2 separate regions of the Pan troglodytes genome follow, and region 2 is linked to region 1. Evidence: chromatin contacts called from public HiChIP or PLAC-seq data. All regions are on one chromosome and are shown on one strand. Each heading gives the region's core, a stretch centred on a gene start, on an enhancer-like site or on the middle of the called end of the contact. The rest is flanking DNA. Distances are from core to core; before and after follow the strand shown.

Region 1 (3,006 bases), core at 98-2,597:
GGGGGCCGCTGGTAGCCGCGCCCGCTGCCCCTCGCCCGGTGACTCAGCCGGTACCTCTGGCGGGGCCATGGGGGCCAGAGGACAGCGCGGGGGGCGGCGAGCGCGGTTGCTAAGCTCTCCAAGGCCTCGGAGGGACAGGATCTGGGCGCACCTCATCGGTTGCCATGGTAACGCAGCGCCCCAGCCCCTCGCGCTCCGCGGCGGAGGGAGGCGCAGCCAATCGGAAGCGGCGGAGTTCTCGGGGACCCCCCCCCCTCCCCGCTCCACGCCGTGTGTGGGCGGGGGTCAGGAGGTGCGGGGCGGAGGCGGAGCGTGGGCCGCGGAGATCCGGCGTTCGCAGGAGGCTTGGTGCGCGGCGGGGCTGCACGGGGCCACTTCCGGAGTAGTACTGCGAGCAGCGGCGCGACAGTGCGGGGTCCCCTTTCTCCCAGAAGAGACGTCACCCACACAAACCTGACCTTCACGTGGGGCGCGGGACCTTGCGGGGTCCCAGGCGCAGGCGCCCCTGTTGTTTCCTTCGGGCGGGTGGGTTGGAGAAAAAGTCCACGCGGGATTCTTCAAAACGGCGTACAGGGGGATTCTAGGGCCCCATGGTTACTTCTTTGGACCCCCCGGAGGCGCTGTCCAGCCACTTCCAGTCGCCCTGATGACTCGTCGTGGGTTCCTTTAGGAGACCCGAAAGTTCAGGGCGGGCTGTGTGGGTAACACCTCTGCCCAGGTTCCCGGAGGGCCCTACGTGGCTGCCCCTGGAGTATCCCAGAGCGCTAGGGCTGCGGGAAGGGGCGGGTGTGCTTCTGGAAACATGAGCGCCTGTTAGTATCAGTGCCTGGATAGGGCTGGGGACAAATCAGTTTATGCCGCGCACACCGAATCCATGCGCCTGAGGGTGGGTGTGTTGGGGAGTGCGTCCAAGTGGACAGTGCCGTACAGTAATGTCTACGGGGAGTTCCAGGAGAGCTCGGCTACTGCGCAGGATAACCTCTCCTCCACCCCCACCACCCGAGTCCGGCGCTTGCGGGCAGGACTTTTCCGAATTGGGGCTGTGTGCCTAGAAATACGTACATGGGAGCGCTCAGCTCAAAGCCCCAGGGTTTCTGGGACTCGCGTGTCTGGGGTCGGGGTCCCAGGTGGGTACAGGTGGGAGGGCGAACCTGCGGGTAGGGTGGGCCCCTCCCCGCGGGCTCAGCATCTGTGCGCCTCCAGCTCAGGTGCGCGGGAGGAAGGCAGCGGCCTGCCGCGCAGAGCCCTGCGCGCCCGCGAGGTGGCGCCATAGCCGCAGCAGCGCCCGCCGGCCCGGGCCGCTCCAGATAAGAGTGTGCGGAAAGCGCGGCGGGGCTGAGACGCGACCAGGACGCGGGGAGGACGGACCAGCAGGACAGACCGACCGGGGGCCCGGCGGGCGGAGGGCAGCGCAGCCACGTCCCCCCTGGATCCGCCGTCAGCCGGGCCCGGGGCTTTCGACATGCCCCCCAGGTGGGTCCTCGAGCCGGGGACCGGGAGGGATGGGGGACCCGGGACAGCCCGGTCCTCGTGCGTCGGCCGCCTCGGGCGCATCTTCTGGCGCGGGTGCCCCATCGCGGCTGGCGGCTGGCGTTCAGGGCTCCGGGTGTCGTCCCTTTCGGACTCAGGACCACCGGGCCGCGGCTCCGCGCCGGGTTCACGGCGGGGTCAGCGGCTCGGGTCCGGCTCTGCCCGCACATGGGCTGGAGAGGCGAGGGGAAGGGAAGGGGAGCTGGCGGGCGGGGCTGGCAGGGGCGCTGCCCTGGCACAGCTCGGGGCCTGGCAGCGGCGGGTGGGGCATCGGCTAAGAGCTGCCACCGCCGCGGGGAGGGGAGCCCGGCCCGCCGGGACCGCAGGTAACGGGCCGCGGGGCCCCGCGGGCCAGGAAGGGAACGGGGTCGGGCGGGCGAGCAGCGGGCAGGGGAGCTCAGGGCTCGGCTCCGGGCTCTGCCGCCAGATTTGGGGGCCGCGAGGAAGAGCTGCGAGCCGAGGGCCTGGGGCCGGCGCACTCCTCCCGCCCTGTCTGCAGTTGGAAAACTTTTCCCCAAGTTTGGGGCGGCGGAGTTCCGGGGGAGAAGGGGCCGGGGGAGCCGCGGAGGGAGGCGCCGGGCCCGCGCGTGTAGGGCCCAGGCCGAGGCCGGGACGCGGGTGGGGCGCAGGCCCGGGTCAGGGCCGCAGCCGGCTGTGCGCCGTGCCCGCCCGGGGCGCTGCCCCCTCCCTCCCCTGGGAGCTGCGTGGCTCCCCCCTCCCCCCCACCTGCTTCCTGCCTCAGCCTCCTGCCCCGATATAACGCCCTCCCCGCGCCGGGCCCGGCCTTCGCGCTCTGCCCGCCACGGCAGCCGCTGCCTCCGCTCCCCGCGCGGCCGCCGCCCGGGCCCCGACCGAGGGTTGACAGCCCCCGGCCAGGGCGGCGCCAGGGCGGGCACCGCGCTCCCCTCCTCCGTATCACTTCCCCCAACTGGGGCAACTTCTCCCGAGGCGGGAGGCGCTGGTTCCTCGGCTCCCTTTCTCCCTACTTGGGTAAACTTCTCCGCCCTGAATGACTTTTCCTGAAGCGGACATTTTACTTAAATCCGGTAACTGTCTCCAAAAGGGTCACTGCGCCTGAACAGTTTTCTTCTCGGAAGCCCCAGCACCCAGCCAGGTGCCCTGGGGCGTGCAGGCCGACCTGGCCTCCCCTCCACTGGCGGCCGCTCACCTCCTGCTCCTTCTCCTGGTCCGGGCGGGCCGGCCTGGGCTCCCACTCCAGAGGGCAGCCGGTCCTTCGCCGGTGCCCAGGCCGCAGGGCTGATGCCCCCGCTCAGCTGAGGGAAGGGGAAGTGGAGGGGAGAAGTGCCGGGCTGGGGCCAGGCGGCCAGGGCGCCGCACGGCTCTCACCCGGCCGGTGTGTGTCCCCGCAGGAGAGTGTGCTGGGCAGACGATGCTGGACACGATGGAGGCGCCCGGTCACTCCAGGCAGCTGCTGCTGCAGCTCAACAACCAGCGCACCAAGGGCTTCTTGTGCGA
Region 2 (2,966 bases), core at 78-2,577, 250 kb after region 1:
CCTGGGCGACAGAGCTAGACTCCGTCTCAAAAAATAATAACAACAACAATAAAAAAGTTTTTAATCCTAGTATTGGTCTCTAAATATAAATGCAAACAAGCCCAAAACAGGAATCATATGCTCCAGCAAGTACATTTACTGTTTGTAGGTGTATGGAAAAGGGGAAGAAAAGAGACTGAGGTTTTGGATAGTGCTTCACTATTTTCATAAGTTTAAAAGGTAGGTTCATGAAGTATCCACAAAGATAAAGCAGTTTAACCCAAGAATAGCTCACCCTCGGCAGTCTGTAACTTGGTGGGGGGCGGGGGGATGGGGAAAGCTATTCCTACTACTTTCTAGAGCAGCGGGAGAAAATAGCCTTAATAATCCAATTATGTTAATCAACAAAAACCAATTTCACAGACTGGCCGCAAACCTAGAGAAGGCACCTATCACAGCTACCATTCTACACAACTCTATTGCCTAACGCAGAAGAGGTGAGACACTTAGAATCTTTCTTACTTTCCTGACGTGGCTGGAGACTTGAAATTAACTTGCAAATTGAGCATTCTCTCTAATAAAAACTGCTCCCACACATGCCAGGGCCAAACCCGAGTAGTCTGAGGTCCCGGATCCCTCCAGTGGCGCAGCTTTCGGAAGCCTGTCTTGGGGGGGAAAAGTTCAGCAACGAAGTCGCAGGCTCTTAAACCTTTCTCCCCAATTCCTTCTCTCCGACGCTAAAGCGGTGGCCGGGGCAGGCCCGCGGAGGGCGGCCTGGAGAGCGATACTCCCGGGGCCTCCACCAGACCCCACTCCTTTCCGCGTCTCCCGATGCCTGGGAATCCGGGGCGGGTCTGAGAGGGCTGGGGCAAAAGGAACAGTCACCTTCGCGGCGAGAAAGAGGGTGGAGGCAGGAATTCGGGCCAGGCTCTCCCGGAGCTGGCCAGGACTGGCCGAGCCCGACCCCGCACTAACCCGCGAGAGAGGTAGGGCAGCGAGGGTCCGCCGCGGCCCCAGCGCCTACTGCTGGGGGAAGGGGCGGGGGCTCCGGAGCCCAGGGCCGAGCGGGGAGGAGGCAGAGGAGGAGGAGAGGGAGGCGGGGCGGGCAGGCCCGGCCCAGGAGCTGGGCGGCGCGACTCACCTCTGCTCCCGGCCTGCGGGGCCAGAGTAGCCAGGATCCCGCGCAGCTCCGACGCGGAGATCCGCACACGCTCCAGGCCTTCCGCCATCTTCGCGGCTGCTGCTACAGCCGTAGCGGCTCCGCCACCGCCGCGCGCAGCCAGGAAACCACCACAGACGGGCGGCGCGCGCGCTCGCCCACCTCCCGGCCTTTCCCCGCCCCCTGCCGCCCTCCCTTTCCGAACGACGGTGGCCGCGCTGGGAGGAAAAGCGCCCGCCGCCGGTTCCAGAGGGGCGGGACCGGAGCGAGAGCCTGGGTGGGGCGGGCGGGCGCTGCGCGTGCGCAGAGGTGCGGCCGGGGAGGCGCGCGGAGGCTGGAGCTGGAGGTGCGGCGCCGGTGAGCTGAGGTGAGGCGAGGCCGGGCCGTGCCAGGCCAGGCGGGCGTTTGCGGCGGTGGCTGCCGTTGCTGTTGTCGTGGACACCAAGGACACTGCTAGTCTGGGACTCGGGTTGACAGAGACACCCCTCAGCCTGGGCTCCTCTGGACACCTTAGGCCAGGCTCTCCCGCCACAGGCCCGGCCTAGCGCCGCGGGCCATTACTTGGGACCTTGAAGATCTGCTAAGAGTTATTAGTATTCCTTTTTTTTTTTTTTTTTTTTTTTAGTTGGAGTCTCGCTCTGTTGGAGACTCCCGGGCTGGAGTGCAGTGGCGCGATCTCGGCTCACTGCAAGCTCCGCCTCCCGGGTTCAAGCTTTTCTCCCGCCTCAGCTTCTCTACTATTCCAATTTCTAAGATTAGGAAACTGAATCCCAGAGAACGGAAGTAAATTGCCCAGGGTGACACCGTGGATAAAAACCTATCAAAGCCTTTTTCATTACAGCAAGCCACATCCCCAAACCCTCTTTTTTTTTTTTTTTTTTTAGACGGAGTCTCGCTCTGTCGCCCAGGCTGGAGTGCAGTGGCGCGGTCTCGGCTCACTGCAAGCTCCGCCTCCTGGATTCAAGCGATTCTCCTGCCTCAGCCTCCCTATAGTAGCTGGGATTACAGGTGCACGCCACCAAGCCCGGCTAATTTTTGTATTTTTTGTAGAGACGGGGTTTCACTAGGCTGGTCTCGAACTCCTGACCTCAGGTGATCCACCCGCGTCGGCCTCCCAAAGTGCTGGGATTACAGGCGTGAGCCACCGCGCCCGGCCGCCCCCTGACTTTTAAAAACTAGATACGATATAGTTGGAATCGTGTGGAAGGAAGTACATCAGGAGGCATATAAGTCCATTTGGGACCTGTAATCCCGGCGACTCGGAAGGCTGAGACGGGCGGATCGCTTGAACCCGGGAGGCGGAGACTGCAGTGAGCCGAGATCGCGCCACTGCACTCCAGCCCCGGAGTCTCCAACAGAGCGAGACTCCGCCTCAAAAAAAAAAAAAGTCAATTTGGGAATTTCTGTGTCACTATGGATTCTTGAAAAAAATTACTGCTGTGGATCTCAGGTTGACTTTTTAATTTCCCATCTTTAAAATTGAACTATACCAGAAGGCTGGTACTTGAATCTTTTTTTGGAGAACTGTGCAGAGGTGAAGCTCCCTTCCCCAAGGCCTCCTGCCTCCACCTGTTGCCCCTCCACAGCCCCATAGGCCTTTACCCCACACCCATCACAGAATAGTTACCAATTATTCCTTAGTCTGAGCCGAAGGGATTGCCACAACCTCTGACAGAACTCCTTCAGTTCCTTTTACGTGACACTTTGTCACCGGAAGGTTAAGCATAAGAAGAAAGTCAGTAGATGATGGGTGAAAATATCCAACAGTTCAGAAGAGGAACCATTTGAGTGGTCAGAGCAGAAGACAGCCTTTGCCACCAGATTTGAG

Evidence for each region. HiChIP or PLAC-seq counts read pairs in DNA pulled down with a chosen protein or histone mark.
Region 2: an H3K4me3 HiChIP or PLAC-seq map of stem cell-derived excitatory neurons shows a contact between it and region 1, with 6 times the contacts expected there. The contact joins the promoter of SMG6 here to the promoter of HIC1 in region 1. A contact is called at or near these places in 1 of 1 datasets of contacts at active chromatin or transcription factors (stem cell-derived excitatory neurons) and 1 of 1 other capture datasets (stem cell-derived neural stem cells).

What each region holds. Positions count from the first base shown.
Region 1 is chr19:12,546,799-12,549,804 of NHGRI_mPanTro3-v2.0_pri, forward strand. It overlaps HIC1 (HIC ZBTB transcriptional repressor 1), which reads left to right and starts at 1,348. Exons shown (of 2, transcript XM_016931176.3): 1 at 1,348-1,473; 2 at 2,901-3,006. The coding sequence starts at 2,921.
Region 2 is chr19:12,796,582-12,799,547 of NHGRI_mPanTro3-v2.0_pri, forward strand. SMG6 (SMG6 nonsense mediated mRNA decay factor) reads right to left here and starts at 1,328. Exons shown (of 19, transcript XM_003315290.6): 1 at 1,121-1,328. The coding sequence starts at 1,208. SRR (serine racemase) reads left to right here and starts at 1,444. Exons shown (of 8, transcript XM_016931178.4): 1 at 1,444-1,505.